Regions from separate parts of the Mus musculus genome. Here regions 2 and 3 are each linked to region 1. A link is a contact called in public HiChIP or PLAC-seq data. All regions are on one chromosome and are shown on one strand. The core of a region is the stretch at or near the end of the contact, and the rest is flanking DNA. Distances in the headings are between cores, read along the strand shown. Region 1 holds the start of Cbln4 (cerebellin 4 precursor protein). Region 2 has its middle 98 kb from the start of Gm46779. Region 3 has its middle 130 kb from the start of Gm35434.

Region 1 (3,917 bases), core at 602-3,101:
CAATAAAAGCTCTTGCTCTGCAAGCACGAGGGTCTAGCAAATTCCCAGAACTCACATGAAAAGCCAAGTGTGGATGCACGTGCTTATGACACCAGCACCAGAGAAGGGGGAGACAGGAGGCTTGCTGAGGCTGGCTGACGGAGAGCCAGCTCCAAGGTCAGTGAGAGACCCTGTCCCAAGGGAGTAAGGTGTAAAACAATAGGCAATAGAGCAGGACCACGTGCACATACACGAGTGGACACACACACAACATGCACACACACATGCCCACACATACACATATGCACACACATGCATGTACACACACAATGGAACATGCACAGACATTCACATGTACACACATGCACACATATATACACATACATGCACACACATACACACATGCACACACATGCATGCACACACACAATAGAACATGCATAGACATATACATGTACACATACACACATGCACACACATACACACATGCACACACATGCATGCACACACACACAATAGAACATCCATAGACATATACATGTACACATACACACATGCACACACATGCATGCACACACAATAGAACATGCATAGACATATACATGTACACATACATACACACATACATATGTGCATATACATTTACACACACATACACATACATTTGCACACACATGCACACATATGTATACACACCCACACCCACACACACCACGGAAGTGCCACAGGCACTGCAATGACTAGTGATCAGTGTTTGAATAAGGACATCAGAAAAGGTCAGATGAGAAACTATATGAAGTTTACGGTGGTGTCAAGGTGGCACTCTCCTAAAGGCCTGGCAAGCTTTTCTGTTTTTTTTTTAGAGCTTCGATGAAAGATATGCAACATTGTTACAAATAGCATAGCCCCAGAGCCCCAGCAACTCACAAGCTGCACTGACTACCTCCCTCAACTGTGTTTCCAGACAGCACATCTTTATATCACTATAAGAAGTTGGGGCTAAGGATCAACCCTAGGGGCATCTTGTATCTTAATACTTGGAATTTCAGCATGAGCTTGCGGCACACATTCCCTTGGAGAACCTTAGGAGATCAGACTAAAGATGTAGGTCTGTCTGGATTCTGCAGAGGAAGAGCTCGAACGCCATTCCAAGAACGCACAGGACCATCTGGGAAGCTTAATCTGACCCAAGGACATGACTCAACCTCTAAACAATTTGCAACCAGTACGTACTAATCAGGAGGTCTGAGTGGCTGGTGGCTTCCACAGGGACGTTGTTTTGATTAGAGAATAGCTGCACTGTTCTCCTGCAGCTGAAGTCAAGAGAAGTCAACAAGGAATTTGGGAGTGTCCTGACCCCAAAGAATACTGAACCAGAAAGCCGGGGCCCTTAGTTTGGGTAGTATTGGCCACTCATTAAGGTCTTGGTCAGGTTCATGCAGCCAACTCCAAAGCCAAGCTCTGCTTCCCCGCTTCCCTTCCGTGGCTTCCGAAAAGGAAAATAAGTTGCCAGTCAGAGGCCAAGATGGCAGTGGAGTGCACAGGGGAGGAACATCAAAGAGGGAGAGGGTGCAGTACTCTCGGGGTGTGCATTTTAATTGTTACATTTAAGGGATACTGTTCACTATGATTGTTCCTGCCCCTGATTGGGATGGCTGCACAGCGTGAGAAGGCGAGCCCCAGTGGGTTCCGAGGCTCATCCTCTTGAGCAGAAGAAAAAAAAACAGGCGCCTCCTCCACACCCGCCCCGCCCAGGGCACAGAACTGCCCCCGGGCTTTTCTGGGCTCTCCAGGCTCGAGGGTTACGTGGGACAAGCTCCTGACCAGGCGCAGTTGGGGGACACTGGCTGGTCCTCTTAGCGTCAGATAGCAAACCGCGCAGATTCGCCGAGGTCCTTCCATCTCCACATCTGAGCTGGCAGCGCCACGTTCGGTTCAGAGAGTCTTGCGCAGGGCAGGGTGAGGGGACCCACAACTCCCTCTGCGGGTCCAGGTGGAGCTGGCGGCGAGCAGCCGCGGACCCCTGGCAGGTGCAGGCAGGTGAGCATCATCCTCTGGGTACACAAAGTGCGATTTCGGGGGGATCAAGTGACCTCAGACCTTGGCAGCCGGCAGCGCCGTGCGTCCCGCTCTGTCCGGGTGCGTTCAACGTCACACAGGCGCTGCTCCGCTGGGGTCAACGGACGCCTTTTCTGCTTTCCGGGGATCCACGGGATGAGCGGGCGAGCCAAAGCCATCTGCAGGCAGCACTCCTATAAATAGCGCGCGGGTGCCCTCTCGGCGCTGTCCCTCCGGCTGCACTGCACGCTGAGACACAAAGTTGTGCGCAGGGACGCGGGAACCCAGGGCAGTAGGCGCCCTGCACCTTAGAACTGCTTTTGGCGACGGGCACTCAGCTGCCGCCTACCTGCGTCGGAGTGACACCGGGCTTTGGGGGAATTTTTGACCAAGCGCAAGTGGAAGTCGCTAGCATCCTAGCCATGGACATAACCTGGCATTCTTCTCATCCCCGGAAACACCTCCTGCCTCTGTAATTTGTTCCTGCGCCAACCAGAGTCCCTCGGACAGGACCGACACCCGCACCGCTCGGCACTAGCCACCTTTGCTAGCGTTTACTCGCGGAGTCCCCTCTGTGTCTTCAGCTCTGTGCTTCACCAGGAGTGCTTGGGTTCGGGGTGAGAATTTATTTTGTTCTTTTGAGGTGTGACTGAGAGGGTCTGGAGACTTTTTAGATGTCAAGGGACAAGTGTGGGTGCCGTGGCCCCAGGCAAAACTGATTTGGGGGTGGAGGAGTTAGGGTAGGAGTTCTGCATGAGCTCCTTAAAGGACAAAGGTAACAGAGCCAGCCAGCCAGTTCGAAGGGAGACTTCAGTCCTGAGAATTGGTGGAAGTGCGCGCGCCGCTGCTGCCGCCGCCGCCGCTGTTCCTGCAGCGCTGTCGATCTAGCCACTGGCGTCTTCCCGAGCTCCCGGATCCCGGGGTAGCAGGCGCCGCCTGGGAGCAGAAGCGCCAGGCTGCCGCTTGCGCACGCGGCTCACCATGGGCTCCGCGCGCCGGGCGCTGTCCGTGGTACCAGCCGTTCTGCTGATTCTAGTGCTGCCTGTCTGGGCACAGAATGACACGGAACCGATCGTTCTGGAGGGCAAGTGTCTGGTGGTGTGCGACTCGAACCCAGCTACAGACTCCAAGGGATCATCATCTTCCCCTCTGGGGATATCGGTCCGGGCAGCAAACTCCAAGGTGGCTTTTTCGGCGGTTCGGAGCACCAACCACGAGCCATCTGAGATGAGCAACAAGACTCGCATCATTTACTTTGATCAGGTCAGACTCCCGAGGGATGCAGAGCGCATATGGGGATGGGTGGTCTCTGGGTATCGGGGGCTGCATGCCCAGATTCAGCTAATATGAATAGGATGTGGCGAGATCGTTTTATCAACTGACGGTATCAGTTTGAAACTCAGAGCTGCCTCCCTTCCCCAGCAACCACAGCCTCCATTCAGTCCCGTAGTCTTTGGCACAGGCCTGCGCGGTGGGTGGCTTGGGAGCGCAGAGGAAAGCACCTGGAGATACGACAAGTTTAACAGCAACAGGTCATCAGGGGCTGAAGGGAATACTGTCCCTGGATGCTGAGATCTATTGGTAGAGAAGTTGGGCCTCTGGCTCAGACTTATCAGCAGGTGCCCTGGAGGCGTTTCTGAGGGGGCCCTATTAGACAGTCTGAATTGTTTGACTTGTGTTTCCAGGTGGAGGCTCATCTCTCCACAAGGCTCTGGGGTTCCACAAGGTGCAGGGACCCTTCCAAGTAGACACAGATGATTAGGGGTGTGGTTCTGGGGGGGGGGGGGTCAGAGACCATCTCCAGATCTCTAGCTAGGGTGACTCCGCAGGGTCCAGGGTAGCTGGATTAACACCACCCTGCCTGGTAGAGATCAAAAGCC
Region 2 (3,917 bases), core at 362-2,861, 920 kb after region 1:
GGCTTTAGGAGCCACTTAAAGTTCTCTTGATTTTCTTCATCAGATTCACCCCAGCTGCTCCGCCACTCCTGTCACCACTCAGCACATCTTCATCTCTTACCCTATCTCCCCACCCCCAGCCAATCAGGTGAGCATCTGCATTTGAAAAGCAAATTTCTCCCAACTGCCATGTACCAGAGACAGCTTGGCAGATGCTCTAAGATCAACAGATGAATTCTCCAACACAACTGATAGGCATTCTATGCCTGGCAGGGAACCCAGAGAGACTGACAGTGTTCAGACTGGCCTGTTCTGCAAGATTCCTTTAATAACTCTGATTTAATGCCATCCTTGATATGTATATTGTGTCCCATGTGTTTCTTCCTTAGCTCTTAAACCTTCCACTCTGAGGTGACATTTCTTTTGACACAGTATGACAGGTCCTTATCCATGCATTACTCCTAGGGTCTAAAACATGGGGTGAGGGTACAGCTAGCATGGATCACAGACCCTCCTCCTGAATTTCAGATTTCTTCTGCCTCCTCATTATCCTTAACACCAAACATTTAAGAAGCCAGATATCCCCCTGCATGGGCCTGTTGTCTTTGCTTTAAAGTACCAATGCTCCACACACCTTGTGGGATTCCCTGATGCTCTCAAACCAGTAGTGTACCGACTGTGGTGCTCTGTCTGGTGAGGCTGCACATTCCATCCAGTGGCACAAAGATAATACTCAACTTCAGGCGATAAGTGCTGGATCTCCACTGAGCCCAGCACTTCCTGTCTTCAGCTCCTCTCTAAGGCACACGAGTTGAGTTCTGAGTTATTCTCTCTGGCTGACACTTCCCACCTGAGGTCCAGATAGGTAGACTCGGGTTTCAATAACCTCAGGGGTGAAGCTTCTCTACAAGAGAACGAATGAACCTCAGTCCCTACTGAAGACACCAAGACTCATGTTACCCTCTGCGTCTCCCTGTGTGATATGGAAATATCGTAGTCCCGGCCAGCTATGGAGAGAAAGGATGGGCTTGAGACACTGGCATGAAGGTACTGTCTAGCTCTGAGCAGACAGTAGCTCCCTTAGATTCCCTAGGAAATTGTTGCGAGCCGTCCAGCGGCTCACAAGGACAGGTACACCTGAGAGGCAGGCCAGCGCTGAAAGAGAGGGAAACTAGGCGGACGAGAGAGAGATAGAACCAAGACAGTATTCTGCTCAAGGTTCAAATTTTTAATGGCAGAATGGCAGACACCCTTTATAAAGGAGGGGGGAAGCCCATTCCCGCCAAATCATCCTTGGAGCCCAACTGCAGGTGACCACGTGTAGGATAGGATGTAGTCTCAGGAATAGCTAAGCAGGTAGCAGCAGTGACAGTGGCTGAACAATAGAGTGATCCAGGGTGGCAGGCTCCACCCTAGGTAATCTCCTTAGTGGCAACAAAGTCGAGGTCTGGTTCAGCGAGCTTCAGGTTGCGGGAGGAGGTTACAGGAAATCACAACCAGATCTCCATTGTTTTATCTACTTATGCCTTGGCTTTTGTGTGACAGGGTCTCATGTAGCCAAGGCTAGCCTTGAACTCCTTGCATAACTAAGAATGGCCTTTTCATTCTGCCTCTGCTCTCCAGTACAACCACACCCAGTGTCTGGATTCCAAAGCCAAACCACACCCAGTGTACGGATTCCAAAGCCAAACCACACCCAGTGTACGGATTCCAAAGCCAAACCACACCCAGTGTACGGATTCCAAAGCCAAACCACACCCAGTGTACGGATTCCAAAGCCAAACCACACCCAGTGTACGGATTCCAAAGCCAAACCACACCCAGTGTACGGATTCCAAAGCCAAACCACACCCAGTGTACGGATTCCAAAGCCAAACCACACCCAGTGTACGGAGTTCTGGATTCCAAAGCCAAAGCTTTCTGTTGACTCGGCAAGAATTCTACCATCTGAGCTACATCCCCATCCCACCCCCACTTTGGTTTTTTTTTTTTTTTTTTTTTTCGAGACAGGGTTTCTCTGTGTAGCCCTGGCTTTCCTGGAACTCACTCTGTAGACCAGGCTGGCCTCGAACTCAGAAATCCGCCTGCCTCTGCCTCCCGAGTGCTGGGATTAAAGGCGTGCACCACCACGCCCGGCTCCCCACTTTGGTTTTTAACTACCTTTATACAACAATTCCAGAAGTTTCCAAAGACACCTGTATGGGATGACTTCATGGTCACCAGTCTGCCCTCGGCATTCCTGGGGACCACTCATCCCTAAGGCGGCATCATTTCACATCACACATTTTGTGAGACCCATCATTCCAGGAAGCCCAGCAGGCTGACCTCAAACATACACTCCTCTTGCCTCTGCCTCCCAACTGCAGGCAAATACTGCCACACCTAGCCACACTACAGGTTGTGCTCCTCTGTTTCGGTCACATGATGCTTGACAGTGTCAATCAAAGAGTCTGACACTCATGGTGCTGGCTTTTCCAGGCACAAAAGAAGTTCAGGGTAAACGTATGGCGATGTGTGCTAATCCTTTTGTCTTAGCAATCGTGTTAGGTAATTTTCAGTTCCTGTCACGAGCTTCTGAGAAGACCAACTATAAAAAAACGAAGGTGTCCTTTGACTTGACGTTTCCGACATGTCTATGTACAGCATTGTTCTCGACCTTCCTAGTCCTGAGACCTTTTCTCATGGTGTGGTGACCCCCCCCATTACAAAATTTTCATTGTTACTTTATAACTGTAAGCTTACCAGTGTTGTGAATCATAATGTAAATATCTGATATGCAGGATATCTGATATTAGACCCACGGGGAGAGAACTGCTGGTCTGAGGTGATTATTTTTCTATTAAACAATTTTCTAAGTTGCAACATAAACATTTATTTATTCTATCTGCATGTATGGCGCATGCATGCACGTATGTGCCCTTGTATGCACACGGCAGTCAGATAATGACTTTGGGGTTCTTTCCTTCTAGTATTTAAGATTCGGGATTTGAACTCGGGATGTAAGGCTTGGAAGCCAGCATCTTTACCACTGCACAACGACCACCTTCATCAGCTCTTGGTGAAACTGCTTAGGGGAATCGCTAAAGCACACTTTCTGGGCATGACAGTTAGATATCATGAGGTCTCCCATCTAAAGAATTGATCATGCCTTTGATGGACTCATGACATGATGGAGTTCTTGGGAAATGCAGTTGGGTTGGGGACAGGGCCTCCATGTAGATGGTAGGTCACGGGATGCACCATTGGAAGTTAAACCTTGCCCTGAATCCTGTGCGGATCCCCCTCTCCCTTGCCTCATACCCACCAACTCCAGAAGCATTTTCTCAGTTTTCTTTACAGACCTGGCACCACACCCAAGTAAGTGAAAGCAGACAATGATACACTGACCCTTCCACCACCGTGTGCCAAACCAATCTTTCTTCTTTAAACTATTTCTGTTGGGCATTTTGTTACTTAAATGAGGAAGAAAAAACTAATGTAAAGTCCACAATGAACTGGCTCTCATTGTTTGAGTCCTGTGGAAGAACCTCAGGGGTGAACCATTCAGTTGACCAACACTGCTCGTGGAGAGGAAGGGAGGCTAGGTCAAGGTCACACATCTCCTCAACATATACCTTCATACCTTCAGTGACCTAGAGACGTCCAATAAGGTGGCAGCTCTTAAGGGTTTTAGAAGCATAGATCTTTTGGGACTATTTAAGAGCTGTACTATAGCATCAAAACTAAAATGGCATATTGGTTATCTTTCCTGTTTCTGTATTAATATACCACAGCAGAAGCAACTTACCTGTCTTCTTTTTATTCACTCCAGGACACCAGTCCTTGGAATGGTGCCATCCATAGTTAGGGAGGGTCCTCTCACTTCAATGGACCTAATCTGGATAATCCCTCACAGGAATTCCCAGAAATCTATGTCCAATCAGTCTAGATCCATCAAT
Region 3 (3,917 bases), core at 645-3,144, 550 kb after region 1:
GTTTGTCTTGTTTATGACCCAGACTTCCTTTCTCACCTCTGACAAGCCTCACCTGTGGTCTGCTGGTCTCAGCTTCTAGCTATCAAGCCTGCAGGAGAATGGGCGAGAAATAGCGAAGTTCTCACGGTGTGATTTTTTTTTTTTTTTTAAATAGGAAGTGTTGTATAAATGACCCTTGTCTCTACCTCAGCTGCATTTGTCAGGATGCCCGCGGCTGCAGCTGAGATGGTTTAAGTAAACACTTCAGCCAGCCACGTGCTCTGAGGAAATTGTAGGGATGGGGGAAGGAGAGATGGGCTCTGAGGTGCCCCTCTCGGAGAGGGAGAGGGATGCCGAGAAAAGTCTGTAGATCAGGCTTTCAACCTGCCTGTGGCACCGCAGGCATGGAAACAGCGTCGGGGAGTGACTCAGAAAGGGCAGCTTTCCTTGGTGACCCCATCTTGGCTTTATCACCTCCATGATTCCCTGCTGTCTTCCTGCCCTGGGTTCCTTGAGAGGGTCACACGATTCACAGCCGTAACTCACTTGAAGTTTTATCTATCTCAGATGCTATTTTTTTTGTGTGTGTGCCTTAGCCACACTTCCTTTATAATCTCAGTGACACCCATTGATCTAGCACTAAAGAAAACGCTGCTGCTGCTGCTGCTGCTGCTGCTGCTGCTGCTGCTGCTGCTGCTGCTGCTGACCTTAGCACAGCATAGCTCTGCTCAGTCAAGTGAGAAGAGGAAGGCTTCGGGTGTGGGCAACCTCTCAGTACTTTGAGCAGCCTCTTGGAAAAGCTCTGGTCTACACCCCTTGAGAAATATCCATGCCTCTGAGACAGGTCCCACCAACAAAGGCCTCCTGACAAGGACATCCCCTAATAATTGACTAGGTTAATTGAATAATAATTCTGTATGTTCCATACACATCTTGAGGGTCATCGGTAAAATTTGTACGTCTAGTAACACGATGCAAAAGAAAAATTCAAGGCCAACACATTGGGTCTAGTCACAGCATTACTTATTCGGGCAGCAAGAGGATGCTTAATAAACATCATCAGACTTGACTGAGCTGTCATGAGAAACACACTTCTCCAGCTTATCCCACCAACTATCAGAATAGCAGCCACAAAGCAGTAAATACTTAGTAGCATTGAAACAAAAATGTCTCAGCATCAAATGGTTATTAATGCACACACAGACACACACACACACACACACACACACACACACACAGACACACACACACACACACACACACACACCCTAAAGGCAATATCATGTAATGTCTATATTTGTGATCACATGTCTACCCTATGCCAAGTTCTCCAGCTGTTACAGTATATGGTAATTCCACTATATGGTTTGTTTTTACAAAGCCAATCAAACCAAGAGTTTTAATAGGTATCTTTATGATGGGCATTAAGCACTTTTTATTTAATCTTGAGAAACCATACAAATATGTACACAATATACTTTGTGTGCTCAATATTTATGGCGATTTACATAGTCTCATGTTTATGCAAGTTACTATTTACAAAGCTCATTTGTTCAGCAAATATTTGTGGCTATTCTGCGTGCCGTGCACGGTGGGAATCAAGCAGGAGAAGGACGAGCCCACACCCAGGAGAAAATTCTCACAAGGGGAAGTCAGAACATAAAAAAGAATTTTAGATGATTAAGTGTTAGGAACAACATGATCAAATGTGTTCATGAGTAGGATAAAGAAGAGGGTGACCATTTATTTTGTTCTGTGCAGAGACAAAGCTAGGGCCAGATAGAGATGATTAAGTATTTAATGAATGACTTTTGCTAGTGACAGCAGAGTCCATTTGGGAAACACAAGATAGATAAACCTTCCTCGGAAGCTCCCGGGACAGCATAGAGGGAGCAGCCCCAGCAACAATGAGATTCAACTGAAGAAAATCATTGTTCCGTGAACTGTTGCTAAAACTTGACCCACAATCTCACAGCTGGGGTAAGCTCTGGCTGGCTTCAATGTCAGACAGAAACTTCCTTAGACAAAAGGAGGACGAATTAAACCTTTGGCATAGTATCCTTTCTCCACATGAATACAGAGAGAATTTGCCCACATTTGGAAATGTCTCTTTATGCCAAAGAAGAGCCAGTAGGATGCAGGCCATTGAGCATATAAACGAGTCAGCAAGACTAAAGGGAAAAATGTAGTCTATTGCTCCTGGAGTCAAAATGGGTCTTGTGGCATCTAGGCTGTATTTATACACAGCTATGTTCACAACACGAATGTATTTTCCAATCCCATATCTACTTACGGCTATCAGGGCAGGGGTACTTTTTTCTTTGAAGCCACTCCTAGCTTTCAAAAGGAAAAGCAAAAACATCGCTGACTTGCTTCCAAAGGGATTTCCTTTGTCAATTCACTGTGACTGCCTGCCTCATCTCAACACATTGGCTGTTCAATTAACAAACTGGTTTTAGAACACATTAGTTACCTGTCTCTTGTGATGCTAGAACCCCATGACCAAGGCAACTTACAGAAGAAAGACCTTATTTGGGTTTATCATTCCAGAGGCATAAGAATCTTTTATGGAGTGAAAGTATGGCAGAGAGCAGCAGGCATGTTGGCAGAAGCAACAAGCCGAGAGCTCACGTTTGTTTTCAAAGTCAGGGATGAAGCTGAAAGAGAACTGGAGCCGAAGTGAGGTCCTAATCTCTCAATCCTGTCCTCTACAGACGTATTTCCTCCAACAAGGCTGAGCCTTCTAAACCTCCACCTAGGGACCACGTGTTCAAGTATCCGAGCCAATGGGGAACATTTCTCATTTTAAGTGAGCACAGGAGAATAGAATGGGGTCAGCAGCTGGCAGTGTCATGAACCTCACAGGGTCTACACTTTTGACCAGCAACTCATCACTAACAGCTAAATACGTGATGTAACAATTCATGTTAGTTTCAGTAAATAACTAGAATAAACCAGGTGATGGACAGCAAATATGTAGATGTGGAGAGGGATCAGAGCTGAGACATTTATAGGAGAGAGAGAGAAAAAGAGAGAGAGAGAGAGAGAGAGAGAGAGAGAGAGAGAGAGAGAGAGAGAGAGATTGATTCTGAGAGCAGATAGTGTGGACTATACCTCACACACAGCTTTAATTTATCAGACTTGAACATTTTTATATCCCACTATCACCCAGGGCAGGACATGGCCAATTGAAAAGACTCAATAAAAAACGGTTGAAAAGAGCTCTATAGGATAACCCAGATTTTCAGGGCGTGTTGCAGAAGTAGGGGATGCAAGGAAGAGACTGAGGGACCGTTTAGGCTGGGGTTTCTCCTTGCTGAACCACAGCAATTGTTGTTGATTTGGTGTGTACACTGAGATTAGAGAGATAACAGCTAGGGACTCATCCTCCCACCCCCTGAGTTCTATATTAACTTCAAAGTAGAAAAAAAAAAGTAAGGACAGCTGGAAATCAGAACCCCAGATCTTTTATTAGATTTATACAAATAGGCTTCAGTTTGGAGAGAGTACTTGAGCTGGAAGCCATGGCCAAGCTACAAGGTTCTGAGCCTAAGCTTGAGGTGGCTCCCAGGGACTCTAGATGAGAGGAGACAAGCAATGCAGATACTAAGAGGCAGTCTGCTCTGCTCTCAGGTGGTGGCTGTGGGTGCCCCCAGGCCTAGTCCTTTATCAAAGGTATTTGCAACCCAGAAACAGAGATACAACCCAAGGAGCAACCTAGAGAAAAGAAGCAGGAATCGGATCATATATAGCTAGACCCAGCGCTATCTGTCCTATGATTTCAGCATTGACAAGTGACCAAATGCAGCTCCTCTAGCATCTTCAGAAAGGTCAGAATGTAATAGGAACTCAGAGGAAGAAGAAAGACCCAGCCAATGGATATTTAACAATACCCATCACTAGTAGTTCTAGCTATCTTGGCCACTTGTCCATAGTTT

The links. HiChIP or PLAC-seq counts read pairs in DNA pulled down with a chosen protein or histone mark.
Region 2: an H3K27ac HiChIP or PLAC-seq map of embryonic stem cells shows a contact between it and region 1, with 10 times the contacts expected there. The contact joins the enhancer-like site here to the promoter of Cbln4 in region 1. A contact is called at or near these places in 10 of 39 promoter capture datasets (the 3T3-L1 cell line, cranial neural crest, embryonic stem cells and 5 more), 1 of 484 Hi-C or Micro-C datasets (nephron progenitors), 4 of 115 datasets of contacts at active chromatin or transcription factors (embryonic forebrain, embryonic hindbrain, embryonic stem cells and 1 more) and 4 of 9 other capture datasets (adipose tissue, embryonic stem cells, liver and 1 more).
Region 3: an H3K4me3 HiChIP or PLAC-seq map of stem cell-derived neural progenitor cells shows a contact between it and region 1, with 8 times the contacts expected there. The contact joins the enhancer-like site here to the promoter of Cbln4 in region 1. A contact is called at or near these places in 21 of 39 promoter capture datasets (the 3T3-L1 cell line, 3T3-L1-derived adipocytes, the C10 cell line and 14 more), 1 of 15 datasets of contacts at CTCF or cohesin (stem cell-derived epiblast-like cells), 19 of 484 Hi-C or Micro-C datasets (cerebral cortex, cortical neurons, cranial neural crest and 3 more), 9 of 115 datasets of contacts at active chromatin or transcription factors (SST interneurons, embryonic forebrain, embryonic limb bud and 4 more) and 2 of 9 other capture datasets (adipose tissue and embryonic stem cells).

What each region holds. Positions count from the first base shown.
Region 1 is chr2:172,041,400-172,045,316 of GRCm38.p6, reverse strand. Cbln4 (cerebellin 4 precursor protein) reads left to right here and starts at 1,851. Exons shown (of 3, transcript NM_175631.3): 1 at 1,851-3,300. The coding sequence starts at 3,019.
Region 2 is chr2:171,118,230-171,122,146 of GRCm38.p6, reverse strand. No RefSeq gene overlaps it. Among named protein-coding and RNA genes, the nearest start is that of Gm46779, 98 kb to the left of the region's middle. Within about 2 kb of position 1,611, at least 9 of the 459 cell types and tissues checked have an H3K27ac peak or open chromatin away from gene starts, as enhancers often do. A contact at or near this core is called in embryonic stem cells, where this site is marked.
Region 3 is chr2:171,489,163-171,493,079 of GRCm38.p6, reverse strand. No RefSeq gene overlaps it. Among named protein-coding and RNA genes, the nearest start is that of Gm35434, 130 kb to the right of the region's middle. Within about 2 kb of position 1,894, at least 2 of the 459 cell types and tissues checked have an H3K27ac peak or open chromatin away from gene starts, as enhancers often do. A contact at or near this core is called in stem cell-derived neural progenitor cells, where this site is marked.